Linked DNA regions of Mus musculus: region 1 is linked to region 2. Evidence: chromatin contacts called from public Hi-C data. All regions are on one chromosome and are shown on one strand. Each heading gives the region's core, a stretch centred on a gene start, on an enhancer-like site or on the middle of the called end of the contact. The rest is flanking DNA. Distances are from core to core; before and after follow the strand shown.

What was found. Hi-C and Micro-C count contacts between places; a contact is called where the count stands out from the background.
Region 1: a Hi-C map of cortical neurons shows a contact between it and region 2, with 4 times the contacts expected there. The contact joins two enhancer-like sites. A contact is called at or near these places in 2 of 39 promoter capture datasets (both in the 3T3-L1 cell line), 1 of 15 datasets of contacts at CTCF or cohesin (the NIH/3T3 cell line), 30 of 484 Hi-C or Micro-C datasets (the 3T3-L1 cell line, 3T3-L1-derived adipocytes, the C2C12 cell line and 22 more), 1 of 115 datasets of contacts at active chromatin or transcription factors (stem cell-derived neural progenitor cells) and 1 of 9 other capture datasets (embryonic stem cells).

What each region holds. Positions count from the first base shown.
Region 1 is chr7:84,592,475-84,596,225 of GRCm38.p6, forward strand. It overlaps Fah (fumarylacetoacetate hydrolase), which reads right to left. Exons shown (of 14, transcript NM_010176.4): 8 at 2,984-3,083; 9 at 2,239-2,369; 10 at 712-787. Among named protein-coding and RNA genes, the nearest start is that of Fah, 12 kb to the right of the region's middle. Within about 2 kb of position 2,212, at least 69 of the 459 cell types and tissues checked have an H3K27ac peak or open chromatin away from gene starts, as enhancers often do.
Region 2 is chr7:84,447,108-84,450,770 of GRCm38.p6, forward strand. The region is part of intron 1 of Gm31284 (a long non-coding RNA gene); the gene reads left to right. Among named protein-coding and RNA genes, the nearest start is that of Gm31284, 19 kb to the left of the region's middle. Within about 2 kb of position 2,149, at least 32 of the 459 cell types and tissues checked have an H3K27ac peak or open chromatin away from gene starts, as enhancers often do.

The DNA.
Region 1 (3,751 bases), core at 962-3,461, 150 kb after region 2:
ACCAGGAAGAAAACTGCTTCCAGCTCTCTCATGAACATGACACCTGCCCCTTCCTAGTTACAGGTTCTGTTCAGGATCAGTTTCCTTAATCATCACCATCATCTATAAAACCAAAGCTGTAGTTTCCCTGTTTCACAGATGACAAACTAAGGTATTGTTTGGTACTTGCCCAAGCTCCAAAGCTGGACAAGAGTAGAGCTGAGACCTTCACCACGGCCTGCGTAGTAGGCCCCTCACATCACAGCTTGGCCTGTAAAGCCAGCCCCTCACACCACAGCTTAGTTGCAGACTAGCTCAGTGGAGGTAGGCCATCAACATGGCTCCCTAGTCTGCCCAGGATATGGCTCACGATCAAGCCCTACTTCTCATTCTCATGAGCCCGTGAGATCAGGCTTTTAAACAGGTGTTTAAAGAAATGTACCACATATCTGGGTTACAGTGTAAGGTAGGTGGCAGTGATAGAGGTAGACGCTGGCTAGAAGGTTGCAGAGTCCAACACAGGGTGGAGGACAAGGCCTCCCCTGTAGGACAATGCATCCCAACTGGAGGATGGCCCTCACACTCTTCTTTCTTTACAAGAGCCCCACACAGCCTCCAGGCTGGAACAGGTGCCTCTAGTTCCACCCAGCAATGCTCAGGATCCGCTGGGGCAATGGAGCCTGGCTGTGCCTGCCTGCTGAGCCTAGGCAATACCACTCACCCATCACATACCTTTCAAAGAGACAGACAGGTTGATATCAAATGTGTAGGGCTGGCTGTGGCAGAGATATGGCAAGGGCTTGGGGTCCTAAAAGGCAAGAGCACATCAAAGCTGTAGCTGTCAGTGGGGGCTGAGTTCCCAGCAGCCTCTGCTCTCCAATACAGAGTGTGACATATGGCAGCAGTGACAGATGTGAACTGGAGAAGTCCTGTACACTGCCCTTGGTCAGAAGGTCACACATGCCACACTTGAGAAAATAAGCTGATGGGTGAATGTACAGAGAAATAGGTTAGAGATCACAGGAAGTAACAATGCTTCAGGAAGCTGAGGGAGGATAGACTTGGGAGGGGGACAATGAGAGGTCAGAGATTGGCCACAGAACCTGTAAGGAAAAGCTAGGACAATAGTGAGGGCAAGGTGGATGCCCTGGAAGGCAGAGTCCCTGGCAGCAGTGAAGCTGGCAGCCATCTTTGGTGCTGGAACAGCTGGGAAGGCCATTGATGTCCAGGCAGAGTGCTGCACATTGAACAAACAGTGTTGTTCCAAAATACAACACAAAAATCATTTAGCAGGACATAAGATAACTCTGGGTAGTCTGAACGACTATGCGTTTTTAATGGTGACAGTGTGACCAGTGATGCTTGTGGGGAGTACAGCTCCTTCCCAGTGTACTAAGGGTTAAATTAGAAACTACTTTAGAGAAAACCCTGCTGATTCGTTGGGAAGGGGCAGGAATGGTGACAGCTGTACTTAAACAGTCCTTGGGAAGGATGGAGGCAGTCAGCATCCAATCATCTCTGTGAAGATAGAGCTGGGCGAAGGACTGTGAAGGAGGATGGGGACCATTAAAGCAGGAGCCCAACAGGTCCTGGGTGGCCAGAAGATGAGAAGGACAGTGGAGGGACAGAGACAAAGAGGAGGGAGACCACCAGAGGGGAGACGTGGGTGCTGTGGTGGGAAGTGTTGGGGAAGATCCAAGGAGACAGAATGGAACTGCAGGGACTTTTATGAAGAACCAATTTGCAGGGGAAAGTCCCAAGAGTGTTCATGCATAAAATGACATGGATGGGTGAGGGAGAAAGTGCAGCAGTACACAGCTGGTGAGACAATGCCAGGGAGAGTGTGGGGAGGGAAGGCAGGGAGCCAGGAGCAGAGCAGAGCCCTCTGGAGATTTAGACCCAGAGATGTGGGAGGACCAGATAGGTCATTTACCAGAGCCGTGTTTGAGAGAAGTTAGGGCCTTCAAGGCATTGGCCATAAGAGCTGGGTGACTGTAATGAAGGGGTGGGATATTGCACTGGGAACCCTGTTGGACACACACACACACACACACACACACACACACACACACACACACACACCTTTTCCCTTATAGCCTCTATTCCAAAATGCATTCTGCAAATTAGACTCTAGAGGGAGCCATTGCACAAAACAAAATGCAGGATCCACCAAGCATCACCATGTCTCAGTATCAGAGGGCAACAGGAAAGGGCGGAAGCCGGAACTTAGAGCAGAGTTTTCAGCAGAAGGGTGCTTACCTGCTTTGGGTTTGGCACCACAAAGGGCATGAGGGCATCCATAGGCACCACCCACGGGGAGATTGTGGTTCCAAAGCTTTTCCCCAGGAATGGCCCAAGTGGGACGTACTCCCATTGCTGGATGTCTCGTGCTATGAAAAGACAGCAAGCTTAGGTCTCACCGTGGCTTACAGACTCACTCCAAGCTGCTTCCTGTCCTTGACCTACATGGACCTCTCTACATGGCTCTGGCCAACCAGATCTCCCAGGGAACAAACAGAAAGGTATTCAGTATGAAGACAGAGGTCCTTGGAGGTGCTGTGCTAGGGAACAATGAAGGATGACAGGACAGTCCCTACCAAGGGCCTGAATGGGGGAAGGCCCTCTCCTGAGATTTCTGGACCCACTTCCTCTTACACATGGTATCAGGGTGTAGAGCTGGGACTCAGATGCTGGGCTGATGAATAGTAAGGCTCAATTCAGCCACTGACTAAAATCCCTCCATGTACAGCTCTTCATCAGCAGCTGATGGTGCTGGCAACAGTGAGTGGAGTGTGTAGGGCTTGATAAAGCTTTAGGTTCTGTCAGCTCCATCCTTCCACTTATGAGAAAGCTACTCAGGGAAGCTGTGACTGCCCCACACCCACAGAGTCAGAAGTCTGCATGGTATCACCCCTGTAGTACTTAGGCCTCCTGTCCCATACCCAACTCCTGTGTGTGCCCCTAAGAACAGAACATCAGAGGAAGCTGGGCCACCAGGCATTACCGCTCCAGTCGTTCATGAGGACCATCCCGAAAATGTGTTCATGGGCTTTGGAAATGGGGATTGGCTCTCCGAATCTGTTCCCAGGGCCTACGAAGAAAGCCTGCCATGGAGAAAGTTGGTAAGAATCTAGATGACCCGATGCTCTGGGTCACTGTGGCTTACAGAGCAAAGGGAAAATATTTTCAAAGTTCAACCAGGGACTAGGGCTGCCTGAGGACCTGGCATTACTTCCCTGGGTCTCTAAGGTGGGAAGTCTACTCACATGAGCCCTTTCCCCCCTAGCCCCAGGGCACCCCAGGCCTTTCTGATTCTTCCTCTGTATTCCAGGCTCCATACCCTCACATCTGACAGTATATGACACTTGTAAAGAATGAAAACATCAGGGGTGCTCATTCCAGGAGGATTGACAAGTTGACTTCACAGCCCTACCTATCCCAAAAGGAATGGCATCTGTCCAATAGCCATGGACCAAGAGAACATCTAGCAATCATGTCTAAGGGAAACTAAGTGCGGGGGAGAAGGAATTCCTTGAGCAGTACAGAATCATCTACGTTCATGGCTAGGGTCACTGTTTTATTTGTCCTTGAGATAGGGTTTAAACAGTGCAAAATCTTCAAGATACACACACACACACACACACACACACACACACACACAGAGAGAGAGAGAGAGAGAGAGAGAGAGAGGGAGAGAGAGAGAGAGAGAGAGAGAGAGCTGAGGGCACCGAGGCATGAAGGACCCCATCTCTTTCAAATTCAGGGGATCTCC
Region 2 (3,663 bases), core at 899-3,398:
GATAGAAAGACAGGCAGACAGATAATCACATCTCTCTCATCAATTCCTCCACTTCTGAGTCTCGCTGAATTAAAAAGGAACCAGCCAGTTGGCATTTGGATAAATGCTCCTTTAAGGCCCCAAGGTGGTGCTATTGGTAGATGGTAGCACTTTCAGGATGTGGGGCTTAGCGCCCACTGCTGGTGCAAGTGTAGAATGACATACTCTCTTCACAAAATGGACTCTTGGTAGTTTAGTAAAAAGAAAAAAGTTACAGGTGCCCTTTCTGGTCATCCTCCCTACACCACAGTGAAATCTTCACCCAAGAGCAATGGAAGCACATGCCTGTTAAACAAATGTGCACTCCACCTCTATTAATTTATAACCCAAACCAGCAAACACACGTTTTCAACAGATGACGGGTGAGCAAGGTTTGCGCATTCATACTGTAAATAGTGATTCGGCAGCAAACAAGGAGCAAATCTAGGACACATACAACAACATGGCCATAACTCCCAGTGAGTATGCTGGTGGAAGAAGCCTGACAACAAAGACCTGGGTTAAATAATTCCATTTATAAGAAATGAAAAAGAAAGCCACAGTAAGCCACAGTGGCTCGGAGGGTAATCTCGCGGCATGGGGACTTGAGTTGAGATCTTCAGCACCCACATAAAAAAAAAAAAGCCAGGTGAAGATAAATGCCTCTGTAGTCCTAGCTCTGGAGGGCAGGAGGCAGACACATCACTAGAGCTAACTGGGCAACTGGTCAGTACCAGGTTCAGTGAGATACAGTCTCACGCAGGGTGGAGAGCAGTAGAGGAAAGGACATTGTAACTTTCAGCCCCTAGGAACATTCACGAGCACACACACACACACACACACACACACCCCATGCATAGTCACACAGATGCATGCACACTCACACACATGCATGCACATTTGCACACTCATGAAGACCCACATACAGCACTTACACAAAGAAACACTCTAACATGCCTTTTTAGATTATGATTCTTTAATCTGGAATAAATATGACATTCTTGTGCTTATTCAGTGTCTATACTGCAAGCTTAATTATGTGAATAAATATCTTCTTGACATGAATGGGAGTGGCGTAATTGGTTCCCGTGACCAAAGACAGCCTTTTCAAAGATTAACTGTCTCTCACCATATGTTTCATGAATTTCCTATTTTCCTGTCTAGTGTTGCAAAACCCATCCCAAATATAAATATTTCCCCTTACACATACACAAAACTTTTCTCTGCTTACTTTTCTTTGAAGCTTCTAAACAAAACTCCACCCTTGTGAACTCTAGCTAGCAAACAGAAATTTGCACCGCTAAATAAAATTGTAAATGCATGGTTAATGGATACCCTTTCCATCTGAGTTTTGTGTTTGAATAGACATTTAATTCCCAAGAAAATACTGATGTAAAGGACTTTCAAGTCTTTGGGGTTTGGTAAATCCCCATATTTCCATGCCTGTTGCTAAGCAGAGTTTTTATTTTGATGTGGTTTGCAAAAAAGACTTTATAAAGCCTTTCTTTTCAAAATGAAAATATAAAAAGCCAATGAATTGGCTTTAAAGAGCACATCAAACAACCTCTGCATAGTGAATGGAGAGGGAGCAGGCTCTGGACTCTCTGCTCACTAATCCATGAGTGGCTTAATCAGATTATAAAGACCCATGTGTAGCAGATGAGATACACCCTGTTGTGCACTTGTGCATCTGAAAGTTAATTTCTGCTTGAACTGATGTGGTTTGAAAACCAGGAACTTTTAATTGAATAGTTCCCTCAGTCTGAAGGTGGATCTTGGTTATTAAAGGTATATTCATTAATACACAGTGAAAAATATTACTTGTACATATTTGTCTCCCAACTTTCCATTAAAAAAGAACAGATTCAATTAAAGTTTAAAATTAGAACAAAAAAGGAACCAGAACATGAATGTCTACTCTAGGACAAAGTTGCTGTTTTATTTCCAGAATGAAATACATGTTCTCTTTCACACCAGCTGGCAGTTCTTGAAGATGATCACAATTGCTTCCTACCTGTGAGTTTTCACTTCCTCAGAAAACAATCTCCACAGTGTGGCTTAGACCTCATGTCTGGCTGCTAGAGACTGGAGCACAACACTGTGAGGCTGCTTTCAATGTGACTCCCCTCTCTCGGGCTGGCACTGCCCCCAGTTCTTACTGCTCTGATGAAGCTAGCAGCTGGCGTTGAGCTACACTATAGAGAAGCCCAGCTGGCAGGCCTGGAGATAGCCTGTTGTCAAGAGCTAGTACCTACCAACAACCACATGAGCTGGGAAGCAAGCTCTTCCTAGTCAGTCTCAAGGTGACTGAAGCCCCATCTACTGACTGGATGGTGGCTTGAGAGCTCTGAAACACAGGTCCTCTGAGCCCCACTAAAGCTGCGAGCTCATTCCTGCTGTTGCTCAGAGCTTCAGTGTATTTTGTAGTATAGCAGTAGCTATCGTGTTTGGTCTCAGCTGTTCCTGATGTTGTTCACCACTTAGGTACATGAGCCTAAAGAGACATCTTTAAACAAGATCAGAAATTGCAAGAAAATAATACATTTGCTGAACATGGTCATCTCTCAGAATCCACTGGGAATGATTGTAATGGACACACCCCTCCCGCCCCAAAATCTGAAGCTGTTCAAGTTCCTTGTATAAAATGGTGCCTAGAATTTGCATGCATCTTCCACATGCATTATCTCTAATTATAATTGTAAATGTGATGTGAAGGCTGTTTACGTAGTTGTCATGTTGTGTTGAGGAAATAAAAATAATTTTTACACTAAAACTACAGATTGTTTTAAAAAAACAAAACAAAACAAAACAAAATGAATTTTCTGTGCTTTTGGTTCCATCCCCAGATGTAGAAGCTGCAGGCAAGGAGCTAAGTGCACCATGCTTTGATGTCACGTGAAACAGGCAACAAATTCAAAGCAGCTGATTATTCTTTCTTGTTTCACAAAGAAGACTGAAAATCATAAATGCAATGGATAAATAAGAGAGTGGAAAAGTTCAATGCCTATGGCAATAACTAGGGTCTATCATTTCCAAATCCATTTAAATTGATGAGATTGGAAAAAAACAAAAACAAAAACAAAAAAAAAAAAGCAAAACCAAGCCAAACAATTACTAAGCCTGTGAATGCCCCAAGAGACTTGCAAAATAGATGTTGTCTTCTTTTTTTTTATTTAATTAATTATTTATTTAATCAGAAATAAGAGTATCCATTTGCAATAATTAAGTATAAGTCCTCAAAAATTAACACCATTATGTGGAAACAGGTAGAAACTGAAGACATTGAGAACAAATTTTTACAATTTGACATGTACATTTTTTTAAATACTAAAGTATTATCTTAAGCCATTACTATTTTGATGATGTAAAGAACAAGGTTATATGGCCAGTTATTTTTGTGTTCTTATGAGTTGTATATGCATAAACAATTGCAAAATTGCAAATTCATAGTATCTGAGGGATGAACAACTTTAAGCAATTGTAAACTCTGAGGACGCTCTCTCTCTCTCTCTCTCTCTATATATATATATATATATACTCTTAATATACAAATTAAAGCTTTATGTTTTAACATTTTAAAACACTGGCTACAGCACACTATTCGATTATCTGTGTTGAAGTAGGAGGAAACTCAAAAGAACAAAC